2 separate regions of the Mus musculus genome follow, and region 2 is linked to region 1. The links are chromatin contacts, called in public Hi-C maps. All regions are on one chromosome and are shown on one strand. Each heading gives the region's core, a stretch centred on a gene start, on an enhancer-like site or on the middle of the called end of the contact. The rest is flanking DNA. Distances are from core to core; before and after follow the strand shown. Region 1 overlaps Rgl1 (ral guanine nucleotide dissociation stimulator,-like 1). Region 2 has its middle 29 kb from the start of Apobec4.

What was found. A called contact is a pair of places that touch in the nucleus more often than the background predicts.
Region 2: a contact with region 1 is called in a Hi-C map of bone marrow-derived macrophages, with 41 read pairs. The contact joins two enhancer-like sites. A contact is called at or near these places in 3 of 15 datasets of contacts at CTCF or cohesin (the NIH/3T3 cell line, large pre-B cells and pro-B cells), 13 of 484 Hi-C or Micro-C datasets (B cells, the Ba/F3 cell line, the CH12 cell line and 7 more), 13 of 115 datasets of contacts at active chromatin or transcription factors (the 230-238 cell line, the HPC-7 cell line, double positive thymocytes and 5 more) and 1 of 9 other capture datasets (embryonic tail).

Annotation. Positions count from the first base shown.
Region 1 is chr1:152,524,157-152,531,989 of GRCm38.p6, forward strand. Rgl1 (ral guanine nucleotide dissociation stimulator,-like 1) reads right to left here. Exons shown (of 18, transcript NM_016846.4): 14 at 7,350-7,439; 15 at 4,117-4,303; 16 at 489-743. Among named protein-coding and RNA genes, the nearest start is that of Gm51749, 12 kb to the right of the region's middle. Within about 2 kb of position 4,280, at least 51 of the 459 cell types and tissues checked have an H3K27ac peak or open chromatin away from gene starts, as enhancers often do. A contact at or near this core is called in the 230-238 cell line, bone marrow-derived macrophages, extraembryonic endoderm stem cells and 1 more, where this site is marked.
Region 2 is chr1:152,717,550-152,725,382 of GRCm38.p6, forward strand. It overlaps a transcript of Rgl1 not described here. Among named protein-coding and RNA genes, the nearest start is that of Apobec4, 29 kb to the right of the region's middle. Within about 2 kb of position 3,557, at least 23 of the 459 cell types and tissues checked have an H3K27ac peak or open chromatin away from gene starts, as enhancers often do. A contact at or near this core is called in the 230-238 cell line, bone marrow-derived macrophages, extraembryonic endoderm stem cells and 1 more, where this site is marked.

The DNA of each region.
Region 1 (7,833 bases), core at 3,030-5,529:
CCTTGTCTGATGCCGTTTGTGTAAGAAGCACATGAGACTCAATCCCATTTACTGCTGAACTGTAGCTACTTCCTACCCAAACTGCACCTCCGCCATAATCACCCACTTCAGGAGCTCGGCTTGGTCCAGATGGCTTAGGGAGAAAGCTGAGTCACCAGGAACTACACTACTGAGAAGGCGTGTTAATTTAGTAGACAGTGCAATCGTAGGAAGAGTTCCAAGAAGGCGTGTGAAGCAAGGCACCCGCCCTGGACTACTGTCCCACCCACACTGAGCATCGTGAAACAGGACCCCAAATTGCATGAACAATTCATAAAATGTCAAAACTATGTCCTATATGCACATGTGCCACTAGATAAGCATACCACTAATCTGCGCCCAGGAAGACGCTGCTATTTTCCATGCTAGTCTTGTGTGCACGTGCAGACAGGTATGAGAAATGTGTGTCCGAACAGCTGACTGACCCTCCAGGCAGGACGGCCCCTTACCATGATGCTCTTGTACATGTTGCCATTGTTGTCTTCTACACTGATGCGGATGATGCAGGTGTCTTCGTTCTGCTGATTGTAAACAGGAGGCAGTACTGTGGAGGTAATGGATGTCACGGAGACGGAGCGCTTGTGGATTTTAGGATTGTTGTTGCACGTTGGAGGGGAGGACAGGGGGTTGATTAGGGACGACATCCCTGAGGAATTCGTGTCCATGGAATGGATGGAGGAACAGGAAGAGGAGGATTCAGAGAGCTGGAAGAATCAGAAAACAAAGCCATTGGAGCCTGGACCAAACATGCTTCACGTTTCAAAACAGAAGTAGATACAGAGACTGGTTGTTTCCTCCTCAATATCTCATGTCTCTGGTACACACACACACACACACACACACACACACACCCCGTGGGCTCATGTGACGATCAGTGACTCACTGGGAACTAATCATTCTGAATCTAAGAAAGGCACAGTGGACCTTTGATGGCCTGGTTTTAGTTGTCCGTATGAAGGCTAACCACGAGATGGCAGCAGATACCAGAATTTAAAGGCCGTACAGGCTGAGCTTACAGAAGCTGGGAAGCCATCCTCTTCTCACCCCCAACAGTTCTCAATGTGGCCATGGAGAACATTCTGTCCCCACTACTTCACATCCAGATTTTGTAGTAGGAGACAAATGTCTTCATGTTTAGAAGCATCTAAGATAAGGACTACTGCTTGTGTAGTTCTGCTGAGAGGGCCTCAGAGATCACCTGACCCCTTTGCCAAGTAGAGAAGCTGGAGGCCCAGAGAAAACACGGGGCCCCAGGTCCACCTACACAGTCTCACTCCTACCAGGACCAGAGCTCTCCAGCCCCTTTGCTGTGGTGTTCACACAGCAGGGGCACAGCAAGCACCAAGCCATCTGCAGCTATGATGAGTTAGCTGACTTGTGCTACAGCCTTGAAACCTTTAGTGCTGTGAGACTGTTAATGAGTTTTCATTTATCTTTCTCACTTGGGTCACAGCTGCCTTGCAGGGCAGGGGGAGGGAGGGGCACCCTAAAAACAGCATCATAACAATGCTGAGAGCACGACTCAGCAAAACAGATCACTTGCCTGGACAACGCAGCCTTTGAGTATCTCTTTAACAATCACTGGTAAGACCAGCAAGATACACTTTCACAATCTACATCGAGGCCATTTGAGAGATGTACGGCTGCAGTAATGTGCTTCTCTAAGTGACTGAATATTTAAAATTCAACTGATATTAATCACCAGACAAAGAGATGCTTTAAACTCACCGGGATGTATTCCTGACATAAAACCATTAAGCTGAACCATTTAAATATCAATTGTTACAGAAAAGTGTGTGTGTGTGTGATATTCGGAATGAGTTAAACTGGATTATATTATAATAATCCTATAAAACTCATTATTAATTTCTATATAATCTACCATTCCACAGATACAGATCAAGGAATTTAGCTTTCTGATAATGTGGCTTCTAAAAAAATAGGGCCTATGTTATCTGTAGTTTTTCAGGGCTGCTTCGTCCGATGGCATCCTATGTTAAGGACAATTCCACAGCAGGGGTGTTCTATTATGGCCAGCAAACCGCAATGCCAACTCTAATATGTAGTGTCTACAGTAGGACTGCCATGATATCGGTTAGCCATGTGCTGCTGCTGTTTGGAATTCTCCTTCTGTGCCCATGTGACTCAGCTTGAGCACTTACTCAGGGTGGATAATTTTAACAGCGTTATCTTGCCTGCAAGTCTATTAGCCAGGAAGGTCAGTTCTCCAAATGCTGCTTGAATGTTTTCACTTTCACCGTCCTATTTCCCTTGGGCTTTCCGTGATGCTAATAACACTTATAGTTGAGGGGGTAATGCGTTAGGATGGTGAGCTCACACGAGTTATAGAGACTATCCTCACAAGGATATAAGTGGTGTGGAACAAGCATAAAGGTAACTGTTTATAAGTGATGATCAGGCGCACGAAGAAGGAGGAATGCATATTACACTTTACTTCTAAAGAGAACAACCTCACGAGGGCGAGCAAGAGAGAGGCGTGGAAGAAGGAAGAAGGGAGAAGGAGCCTTGCGGGGAGCGCCTGTCTCTGCCTCCCCTTACGGCAGTGGCTCTGGGACTCCAGGTGGACATACACGCCTGGCTTTTTGTACTTTGGAGGAATCTCAACTCAGGGACTTATATTTGCGTGGCAAGTGCGTTGTCACTGAGCTATCTCCTCTGGATCCAGCTGATGCCAAGGCATGGGGAATGACAACATACTGGGTTTAGGACACATGACTTTTGAGACAATAGTCAGATGTTAGCTGTCTGAGGAATTTGAGAGTGGTTGGGTCACCTCTAGCTGCTGAGTCCTAAAATACCTTTCTTTTTTCTCTTTTTTTTATTAGCTATTTTCTTCATTTACATTTCAAATGCTATCCCGAAAGTCCCCTAAACCCCACCCCCCTGCTCCCCTACCCACCCACTCCCACTTCTTGGCCCTGGCGTTCCCCTGTACTGGGGCATATAATTATGATTTGGGGACACTTGAAGGGTCTCAGACTGGTGTGACTGCTAAGGACATCATGCAAAGCAACACCAGTGCCCCCTACAAGGCAGAAGACAGAGCCTGTCACCTGTACTCTCTCTCACTGGTGTGAACCCAAACCAAGAGGCCAGAAGAAATGACAGAACAAGGTGGCCAAAACTCTCCCCAAGATGCTGTGGATTGCTGTCATGGCAGAGCTGATCTCTGAGCCAAGCTCCTTGACCAGTAAGGGGACTGAAGGAGATATTTTCTCTTACTTATTTGTGCAGCCATGAGAAAGGGACTGGATGAGGATTCCAGTATCCGTGCGTACAGCTTGCTATTTCCGCTGTGGTTCACTGTATCACCATTATCAAATCCTCACCCTGCTGCAAACTGCGCCCTCTGCCCTGTGAATTGTTTCATGGTTCCTCCCATTGAAGCTAGATCGTATCTCCCTGATTCAGTTATTTATGTTGGATTGGACCACATGACTGCTTTAAGCAATGGAATGTTGATAGGTATGGCCAAGAAAGGGCTCTCCCTGTGTGTATCTTACAGGGCTGGGCTTCTTCCCCTCTTCTTCATATGTTTCAGCATGCTAAGAGGATGTTTTGGAAAGTCAATTACTCCAGAAAAATAAATGACAGATAACGGAAACAGGCTTGGGTTAAAACTGTGGTGTAGGGCCCAAAGTAGCCAGTCCCCAAGAAACATGGAGGTTGTTCTACGTCACTGAGTTTTAGAGTACTTTCCTGTGTGACCTGCCATGGGACAGGTGTGGGTAAGAGCGCATGGCACCAAAAGGCTGGCATGCATCCATTTCTCGGGTTTTGTTCCTACTCAGGCGATCCTGCATCTCTTGAATAGAGTATATTTATTTTATGGGCCACAATCCTTCAGTGCACTTAGATATGGGCATAGAAATGTTTGCAGGGACAAATGAAAGCGCAACCTCCTTAGTACTTTGTATCCTTTTTCTCTGAGGAATGTGCTCCCAGAAGGAACTCTGTTTCTGATGTACTGAAAAACTTGGACACAGACACTCTTCACGTGGCAAGCAGCACGCTGGGAGCTGCAACAGGAGAATTATGGGAAAGCTTAGTGTGTACCTTCTTTTGGGGCTCATCTGGTGTGTCCATGGGTGTGACGGGGCCCTCCTCAGCCTCGGAGTGGTTTGATTCACAGGACGACACACTGACTGAGTCCATACTCTCCCCAGAGCTCCCACTGGCTGCGGACTTGGGCTGCTCTTTGGTGGGAGTGCTCCCGGGGATGATGTCAGACCCCAGAAATAGCCTGCAGGAGACAGAATGCCACACATCTGAGCTGTTACAAACCTAGAACCCATGACTGACTGAATAATGTGTGCTGATTAAACCCCTTAATGTTTTTCAATCATGTATGCTCTATTGTAAATATTGCTTTAGAAAATACTATAATATTCTAACAAACAGTATTGACTAGATAGTCAATTTAATTATACGTCCCAGTTGATTATGTCCAGCTTCAAATAACACATAGGCTGTTTAACTAATGCGGTCAGAGTCTAAGTCATTGGTCCTCCATCTTTTACATGGACAGCACCCCACCCCTTATTGATTCTTAGCCTAAAATGAACTTTAAACTTTGTGAAGCTGGAAAAGGTGGGTGTGTTCCGAATAAGAAGCCAAGGAAGAACACTTCTGCTTTGAGCCATCTGGCAAACTAACATAACCCAAACCCTTCTCCATAAAATAACTAGGTAGGAAGTATTATAACCCCCTTTGAGCTGAGCTGGTATATGTAAGGGAAATCCCTGTGGGCCAGGCCTTACAGAAAAGGGAACTGAAAGTCGGAAGTTGATGAGCTATTTCTGCAGATGCTCTGGTTGGGAAACAGAAGGAATGAATGTTGGCAAAACAGTCATTGTTAAAAAAAAAAAAAAACCACTAGCACAATTTAATTATACGTAATAATGGGGTTCCATTGATATTTCCATATATGCTTTCAGTATGAACTGATTCATGTGTATGAAGTTAACACATACACAGCACTGTGAAATGACGGTTCTGCTTACTAAAGTAAGGTTGAGAGAACCTAATCTATATAAAGCCAGGCACTCAAAGGGCTTTACCCGCAGTAAGGAGACAGGTTAGAAAAGTATCTTCCCACAGACACAGGAGACAACAGGGACGTCTGCCTGGCCTGGCCTGAATTAATACAGAAGAAATAATGTGTCTATGCATGATGGTCCTGATGGACATGAAGCTATGGGAACAGAGGTTAGGGGTATAATGAAAACACAGAAAGCCCTGTGCACATGTAAGAGCAGAGCCAGGAGACACTGAGCCTGGCAAAGGGACCAGACAGATGCAGTGCCTGAGAAGATTCCAGAACTGCTGAGCCATAACAGCTCACGGATCCAGGAGGCACTGCACTCTCACATCACAAACTCTCACATCACAAACTCTCACGACAACCGAGAAGTCTGCGGGTGGGCTTGGCAAGTGCCGGGGGAAATTACTTGACCATGGAGAACTGGCCAATGGTCCCTAAAGACTGCCCTGTTTGCCCCTAGCAAGTGCAGGGAACATCACCCAGATCAATCTCAGGTGTGTAAGTGCCGGGATCTGTGTGAGAGCGCAGCGTCCTAGAAGTAACGCCTGCCGTCTTTGGTCCCTCACATTCTAATGGTCAGCTTTATGGAGCAGAGTAGGTCCTCTCAAGCTGCTGCTACAGACACAGATACAATCAAAGCCTGCATCACATGATTGCCTTTTTTTTTTTCCCCCGAGACAGGGTTTCTCTGTATAGCCCTGGCTGTCCTGGAACTCACTCTGTAGACCAGGCTGGCCTCGAACTCAGAAATCCGCCTGCCTCTGCCTCTGCCTCCCGAGTGCTGGGATTAAAGGCATGCGCCACCATGCCCGGCTTATGAGTACCTTTTCTAGTCCCCTTTTCCTCTCCTGTGGTTCTCTCTCCTCTCCCTTAGACCTTCCATCTCTCTCTTCCTTCAGAATGTAATTTTACTGTACAGTAAAACTTCTGTAAGCTTAACTCTGAGCTGAATCTGAATATGCTTTCTGGTCCTCTATTAGAAGCGCTTGAACCACCTTCTCCATACTTTGGTTTCCTGGGCTCTGTGATTGGAGCTAATTATAGAAACTGGTTCCTAGATCATGTTGTAGATTTTATAAACATATGCATTGTTCTTATAACAGTCCTAGCTCTCAGCTCAATTTATCTATTCTAAACATACTCACTAATCACTTACTGGGGGTGGGGGCAGCATTTAGACCCTGTGAACTGAGCGACAAATACAACCGAGGCTTCTCTACATGGACTTTAAGTTCAATACAGACGCATACAGTATACAGTATGGCGGAAGAAGATAATGCGATGGAAAAAAAATTAAGACAGAAGACAATCAAGGGAGGGTGTCAAGGACAGATATGATGAAGGGCTACAGTGTCCAACACGCTTGTCAAGATGACATTTCTACAAACACCCAAAGGAAGTGAGAAAGTGAGCCAGGTGGCTCTTTGGGAGAAAAGTTAGTAGAACAAAAGCAACTAAAAACGACTGCCTGGTGTGTGGGGAGGTCTTGAGGTAGCTGAAGTACAAAGTGTGGAGTGAACCAGAAAGAGGGGACAGAGAGGTGGAGCCAGGCCGACAGGGTGGTACTAATGCTTCCGGGCAGTGGGGTCCTATAGATGGTCTAAGGCCTCTGGATGTTATCCAAATGGAGTGAGGTCTTTCAAAGTTGACCACAGAAGGCCTCCTCGTCTGCTACACATGATGAGCAGTGAATGCTTCTATTATAACACTGCTTCCTCTAGACTGTGAGAAGCATCCGATAGGAATGAGAATAACCAGAGGAGACCTCACCGTCGGGAAGATCTCTTAGGAGAAAACATTCATGCTAACATCTGAAGCTGGCTAGGAAAAAAGACCACTGCTAGCCACAGGAAGGGCTAGTGTGAAGGCCCTGAGCAGGCAACAGCCTGCTGTGTTTAAGGTTGGCTAGAAGGCTGGTGTGGTGAATCTTGGTGAACTGTTGTAAGCGAGGGAAGGTTGGGAGTAGACCCCATAAGGCCTTGTAAACTAGGACCTAGAGTTGAGACTTTATTTCAAAATAAAACCATTGGGAGTTTTAAAAAGTGACATAATCTACTGTTCAAAGGATCACTAGGCTATGTAAGATGACTGCAGAACCGTTGCTGGCGTGTCCAGGACAGGAACGGATGGATCTAATGAGTTGTTTGTGTTCAGGACAGAAAATGCACCCTTCAAGTGAGCATTCAGAGCTACTGAATGCACGGTCCTCTCCCCTCTCTGACAGGACCCCTGACAGGGGACTCACAGGCTCAGCCTCTTCACCATGCTTTTCCGAGGCTTAGGGGAAGTGGTGTTGGCGTCGGCAGCGGCTTCAATCTCACACGAGAGGGCGTAGCTGAGAAAGACAGGGGAGGTTTGAGGTCAATCTTTAAGTACAGAAGATCAGATTCCCAACCCATGTGATTTAGTGGAATGCCGGATTCAGAGGAAGGTTCTGCACAGCCAAAGGAAAGCTGTGGACTGTGGTGTCGTGGCACGAGCCTCGGCGGGAGCTTGCTGACGGCCACGGCTGATAACTTTCCACTGCACGCCTCTTCCTCCTCCCCTACCCCTTTCAGAGACAGATGGATAGAGCCTGTCCAGTTCTGCAGGCTTCAACTCCAGGACGTGTGGCACTGGCAAGAGCTGAAGCTGACAGCAGCCTGCCCTTGATCATCCTCATCTAACCCCAAGGCTGGGGGTGGGGGGAGGGGAGGGTGGGGAAGGATCACCCTCCCTCTGTGAATCAC
Region 2 (7,833 bases), core at 2,307-4,806, 190 kb after region 1:
ACTAAACAGGCCTTTCCAGCCTTTCTGGCTTCTGTATTGTACACACAGTGTCAAGTCTTGTAATTTAGCAGTCATTTCCCTTTAAATGATTCATACAAGTAACAGGCCTTTACACCTAACTAGTGAGCCCCTCAAACTGACACACTATACTTCACACTCTGAAGTCTCCCCCACAGAACTTGGCACAATGCTTGAAACACAAAACATGTATTTGTTGAATAATCAGCCCGGCCATCCCTGTGCCTGCTCGGGGTGCTGGCTCTCCACGCCCATTCCAGCCCAGGGGACAGGAGGGGACAGGAGGGGCCAGGAGGGGACAGGAGGGGGCAGGAGGGGACAGGAGAGGACAGGGCCAGGAAGGGCATCTCTGCAAGAAGCATCTGTGTTAGAAGATGGTGAGCAGTGACTAAAAACCATCCTTCCTCTTTTATCAGTTCATTAAACAAGCTTATCAGAGAGAGGGGAGAGGCACACAGAGTATGTGAGCCAATTATTTACACATACCAAATTTAACAATAACAGCAGCAGAAGGAAGGAAGGAAGGAAGGAAGGAAGGAAGGAAGGAAGGAAGGAAGGAAAGAAACAGGGACAACTGTGCAGCTGGGGATGTTAGGAAGTCATATGAGAAAACAGAATGTTTGAAGTGGGTGCTGAGAAAATTAGTACGAGCTTACCGGAGGACTCAAGATGAAAACACCCCAGGAAGAGAGGAGCAAGCGGAAAGATATGGAAATAGCACAGCCCCTCATCCTCTCCTCAGTTCCCCCACCAGCCCCACACGTGCACGAGCCTCCACTTCAGTAAGGCCTACTCACCCAGTGTGGGAGGAAGTGTACAACTGGACTCCCCACCCATGGGAGCCTGGGGCAGGACGACTAGGGAGCTGAGACTAGCCTGGGCTGCAGCAGAGAGACTGTCTCAACAAAACAAAGCAGACTGAGTAAGGCCACTCCCCTGACCTTAAGGAGTATTGACTTGAGCTAAGCAACAGCAACTTAATTTTAACATCTATTTGGGATTTGGAAGTTCAATCCAAATCTATAATTTGCAGAAAGAAGTGTTTGTAACTGACTCAACCCTCATTTTTATGGGCTACTTTATTTGTAGAGATGAATTTTTATGTAATTATGTATTTTGCCTTTAAAGAATAAAAATCAAGGAAGGAATGTTTGAAAGCTATTGACTCAATGTTTCCACTCAGTCAGCCTGCTGCCTGTACAAACTCTGCACTCCAAACCCCATAGAGCAGCTTACAGGGGCGTTAATGACGGGCTGTAAGATCTAGGTGACTGCACCTCCAATATCCCTAAAGCAAACAATCTGTGTGCAATTTTTAAAAATTTCATTTTCTCCAGATCCTGAAGAAAATATGCAATCTCCTAGCTGGAAGGGAACTGACTGGAGTATGGGCACTAATATATCCCTCAGGTGCATTTCTATCTTGTGTTTTAAGAGGGAAGGCTAACAGCCCTGTCCAGTGGGTGCCCTTTATGGAACACTGGCGGCACCAGTGTGCATCCGAGGTTCACCTTTGACGAGAACTTCAAGCAATTGTTGAGAACAAGCAGCTTCGGAAGAGCTCCTCTTGGCACTTCCTAGCTTCTCAAGGTCTGAGTCTTCAGTGCTTCTAAACACGGGCTCTTCTCTGCATCCTAAGTGGTGGGGGCAGGGGAGGGGCACACCTGCAAACTACACTACGCTAAAAGCCGAACGCCTCATTGAAGGTTCCACAAAAACGGAGCTGTTATTTTTCTATTACATTTATATATTATTATCCTCAGCTGCACATAAACAAGCAACAGAACAAGAAGGAAAAAATTCCCAGAGAAATGATCTAAAATTACTTAGACTTGTTTTTTAAATCCCCAGGTTGAGAGCTGGGCCTTTTTGCAGCCACTGGAGTTCTGGGACCTCAGAGTGGAAAACAGTAAGAGAATTTGACCCTAGTCCCCAAGCCAGGGTGCTGGCATCCATCAGGATAGCACACTACACTGACACTGAACATTCTACTTACAAGAATTCTTTCCCACCCCACCCCTGCCCACGCCCCGAGATGTCTACCTTCCAGAGGTAACACACTCAGGACAGAACTGCTACTGAAGCCCAGCTCTCACTGATACAAAAAGGAAACTTCTCGTCAGTCCAGGTACAGAATGACCGACGAGTCCTTCTCTCTGCTGGTCCCTTATTTTGCTTCCTGCTTCTTAATAGTCATTTAAAATATATATATAATTTCAGGATCATTGCACATGTCTTTTAAGTTTCTAGTTTTACCAGTTGTTAGTCAAGTCCAGTATCAATTTCCTCTCTGCTGAAGTTGACCTCTGATGGAAGAAGAACTCAAGGCAAAGGATGAGGATTTTCTGCAGAAAAGCTCCCCGAACCATCTCAGGCTACAAGATACAAGAGTTCTAAAGGGCTCTATGTTCTGAAGATTTTTGTCCCCAAATCACTCTGAAGCGCACATTCCTAAATAATCACCTTCTGGCGGGTGGCTTAGGGTCACCGCAAACGCACTCCCAGCACTCTGGAGGCAGAGGCAAGCACGTGCATCTCTGTGAGTTCGAGGCCAGCCTGGTCTACATAGTGAGTTCCAGGACAGCCAGGGCTATGTAGAGAAACCCTTTCTGAAAAAAATAACAATGATAATAAACATTATACAACTGGTATCCAAAAAAAAAGCATTAAAGGGGTATTATTTTCTCCCTGAATCCTCAACTACTGAGAGTGTCAGTAACCAGGTGGTAGCCCATGCGTGTAATCCTAACACCCGGAGGCTGAGGTAGGATCATGGAATCTGAGGCCAACCTGGGCTGCAGAGACCCTGCCTCAAAACACAAAACGCACAAACACAAAAAAAGAACTAGATTCATTCCTTTATCCCTCCCTCTTCACTCCCTTCCTTCCTTCCTGCATTCACATAAAATCTACTATGGCCAGGAGCTTCAATGACTGTGAAATAAAGTCATTTATAGAGCTCTAGGGCATCTATATGCCTTATAGAGCTTACTGTGGAGTTCTGCCTTGCAGAGGAAATCCAGACAAATCAATGCATGAATAATATCAGATATTAAGTATAATTTTTAAAACAAGGTAGCAAGATGGTGTGTAACAGGAATGTAGTCAGGACAAATGTAGGCAAGAAAAACAAACACCAATTGAGAAGTGATTCTATTAGCCTAAGTGAGAAAAGAAAGTTGGGGGAAGTATTATGATAGCCCTGGCTGGTCAGCTGATGCTGAACCTGAGGAAGGGAGAAGTTGAAGACTGTTCAAACTGAGCAAACAGGCAGTCTGTGATGCCTTTAACTAAGTCTTTGGAAGAAACGTGGTAAAGACCATGGCATCAAAGATGTCTTTCTCATTAGGTCATGTTTGAGATGCCACCAGGGTAACAACGTTAACCCAGAAAGCAGACAGTTGAATAGACACCTCTAAGCTCAGGGAAGCCAGGCTACAGAGCCATCAGCTACAGATGGTGTTTATAGTCATACACCAGATGAAGTCACCCAGGGACCTGTGTTATCAAGCAGGTTCATGGCTTAATCGCCCTAGCCGACAGGGTTTCTAGGTAGGGACAATGTACATCTGAATGTGTTGGGAAATCTGCACAGTGCTGCATGAATGGGTGTGGCTAGCAGACACATAGGAAACCGAACACCACAGGAAGAAAGAAACAGGAAAACCAGAAAAGAAAACCCAAATTTCCTGGCCATGATAATGGGGCTACTGGTTATTTTAGCACACAAAGCAAAGAACCAGAAAATTCCCCGAAAGAAAGTACCACAGAGAGAAATGAAAATGAGGTGTGCTTATTCCTGGGCCCTTGTTCACTAACAAATGTAACACCTAAAAACTATATAGACGCTTGTTTAAAGTAACTGGTTCTAGTGGCCGAGTTTCCAGATGACAAGTGCTACCTGAACCCCTGTTTCGAACTGGCCCGCAGCTCACATGAACTGGATTTCACCTGGGAGGCAAACCGGGGCTGAAAGAGAGGGAAACTAGGCGGACGAGAGAGAAATGGAGCCAAGACAATGTTCTGATCAAGGCTCAAATGTTTAATGGCGAATGTGCTTATAAAGGAGGGCGGAGGTCCATTCCCCCCAATTCATTCTTGGAGCCTGGAACTAGCTGCAGGTGATGACGTGCAGGATAGGGTGTGGTCTCAGGAGTAGCTAGGTGGCCTCCCAGCAGATAGCAGTATCTTGAAGAGGAACAGCAACACTGGCTGAACAATAGAGTGATCTAGGGAGGAAGGCTCCACCCTAGGTAATAGGTCTGGCTCAGCCCGCTTCAGGCTGAGGGAAAGTTACTAACCAACCGTGAACATAAAGTATATAGCTTTTATAATTGGAAAGGAAAACTGCACAGAGGGCTAATGCAATAAAGAGCTGTGGCTCCTGAAAACAAGATCTCCATGGCAACTGTTAGAAGCTCCAGTGCGAGGCTGAGAATCATTAAAAGCAAGACTGGAGAGAACACTACGCAGTTAAGAGGTGCTTGCTACTCGTGGAGAGGACCAGAGTTTGGTTCCCAGCAGCCACATGGCAACTCACGGCCATCTGTAAGTACAGTTTTGGGGGTCCAGTGCCCTCCTCTGGCCTTCTTGAGCACTAGGCATATACATACATAGTGTACACACTCAGATTCAGGCAAACACTCAGACACAGAAAAGAAAAACAAATTCAAAAGACTAGTTTTGTAGATGCTTCATGCTAAATCCAAACTAGTGCGTGTTAGTAGGAAAAAAAGTAAAACAGAAGTTGGTTTAATAGTTTGAAATTGTTAAGGTCTTAAAGTATAACTCAGATGTATATGTAAAGATTCCGTACACTTACCCATTATGGATTTAATACTAATTAATGTTTCCAGTTAAATCAATTAAAGTTTGTTAACTGCCAGAAGAAATTTTTTTTTTTTGGTTTTTTTTGAGACAGGGTTTCTCTATATAGATAGCTCTGATTGTCCTGGAACTCACTCTGTAGACCAGGCTGGCCTCGAACTCAGAAATTCGCCTGCCTCTGCCTCCCGAGTGCTGGGATTAAAGGAGTGCGCCACCACACCCAGTTTTTGTTTTTTTTTTTTTTTAATTACGTATTTTCCTCAATTACATTTCCAATACTATCCCAAAAGTCCCCCACATCCTCCCCCCCCCCACTCCCCTACCCACCCATTCCCATTTTTTGGCCCTGGTGTTCCCCTGTACTAGGGCATATAAAGTTTGCCTGTCCAATGGGCCTCTCTTTCCAGTGATGGCTGACTAGGCCATCTTTTGATACATATGTAGCTAGAGTCAAGAGCTCCGGGGTACTGGTTAGTTCATAATGTTGCACCTACAGGGTTGCAGATCTCTTTAGCTCCTTGGATACTTTCTCTAGCTCCTCCATTGGGGGCCCTGTGATCCATCCAATAGTTGACTGTGAGCATCCACTTCTGTGTTTGCTAGGCCCCGGCCTAGTCTCACAAGAGACAGCTATATCACGGTCCTTGCAACAAACGCTTGCTAGTGTATGCAATGGTGTCATCATTTGGAGGCTAATTATGGGATGGATCCCTGGATATGGCAGTCTCTAGATGGTCCATCCTTTTGTCTCAGCTCCAAACTTTGTCTCTGTAACTCCTTCCATGGGTGATTGTTTTCAATTCTAAGAAGGGGTAAAGTGTCCACACTTTGGTCTTCGTTCTTCTTCAGTTTCATGTGTTTTGCAAATTGTATCTTATATCTCGGGTATACTAAGTTTCTGGGCTAATATCCACTTATCAGTGAGTACATATCATTTGAGTTCTTTTGAGATTGTGTTACCTCACTCAGGATGATGCCCTCCAGGTTCATCCATTTGCCTAGGAATTTCATAAATTCATTCTTTTTAATAGCTGAGTAGTAGAGAATTGACAAATGGGACCCCATGAAACTGCAAAGCTTCTGTAAGGCAAAAGACACCGTCAATAAGACAAAAAGGCCACCAACAGATTGGGAAAGGATCTTTACCTATCCTAAATCAGATAGGGGACTAATATCCAATATATATAAAGAACTCAAGAAGGTGGACTCCAGAAAATCAAATAACCCCATTAAAAAATGGGGCTCAGAGCTAAACAAAGAATTCTCACCTGAGGAATACCGAATGGCTGAGAAGCACCTGAAAAAATGCTCAGCATCCTTAATCGTCAGAGAAATGCAAATCAAAACAACCCTGAGATTCCACCTCACACCAGTCAGAATGGCTAAGATCAAAAATTCAGGTGACAGCAGATGCTGGTGAGGATGTGGAGAAAGAGGAACACTCCTCCATTGTTGGTGGGATTGCAAGTTTGTACAACCACTCTGGAAATCAGTCTGGCGGTTCCTCAGAAAATTGGACATAGTACTACCGGAGGATCCCGCAATACGTCTCCTGGGCATATATCCAGAAGATGTCCCAACCAGTAAGAAGGACACATGCTCCACTATGTTCATAGCAGCCTTATTTATAATAGCCACACCCGGTTTTAAGAAATTTGTTTTTGAACTGGTAAACAAATTAAGATTCACAAGATGACTGCATCACCATACAATATGTGTGGCCAAGGTAAGTTATTATCTAATCACATTCCTGCCATGCTTCAGCCTTAGCTACATCGTATATTAAATATTTATACCATTTAAACAATACTCTCGGCTTGTACCAGAAATAAGAGCTGACAATACAAAACCATTTCATGTAAGTTTCGAAAATTTCTAACTGCAATTTTCAATATTATTGTTTTTTAAAATTAGATATCAGAGGGCCTTATAGAAGTCCACAGTCTTTGCTATATTTGGAGAAATAAGAACCCCTCTTAATTATATAAACCCAGAGTGGTATACCTTTCACATTCTCTGACAGTCACTTAACATATAGACTCTCCCAAGCAAGTCATGTGCCTGCTCTTCCTTGTAATTTGAGGTACCTACCAATAGATGGCACTGCTTATCTGAGTCAAACAGGCATTGCTTTTTCTTGCCCTTTTTTTTTATTAAACTTAAGAATCTTTCATTACTACAGAATTGAACTTTGAAACATTTTAAGAGAAAAATAAAAAGGTCTTTCTTTTACATTGATCAAACTGATAAGTACTGGAGATGAAGTTTTAGGTACAGAACTACACACACACACACACTCACACTCACACACATACACACACACTCACACACACTCACACACACACTCACACACACTCACACACACACATACACACACACACACACACACACACACACACACACACTCACACTTAAATAAAACACTGAGATACTTTCAGATAAGAATTATGGCTTCTAGCCAGGTGAGGCGGTGCACTCTAATCCCAGCACTTGGGAAGCAGAGGCAGGTGGATCCCTGTGAGTTCGAGGACAGCCTGTTCTACAAAGAGAATTCCAGGACAGCCTGGGCTGTTACACAGAGAAACCCGGACTTGAAAAGACAAAAACAAACAAAAAAAAAAAAAAAGAAAGAAAGAAAGAAAGAAAGAAAGAAAGGAGGAGGGGAGGGAGGGGGAGGGGGGGAGGGGAGGGAGAGGAGAGGAGAGGAGAGGAGAGGAGAGGAGAGGAGAGGAGAGGAGAGGAGAGGAGAGGGTGGATGTAACTTCAATTTTTTAAACCCATTATTAATGATGGTTTTTAAACGTTTTAACCTCCCCTTTAGCCCACCCCAACCCCAGAGCTGGTGGGAAAGAAAAGATATGGGTAAGTGGACTTGTTTAGAAAGGGTCTATGGAGCAAGTCCCTTCTGTGTTGTCTGGAAATCAGCAGTTCAGTTCACAGGTTAGCAGTGTAGCTCAATCCACTCTCAAACACTTCACAGATACACCG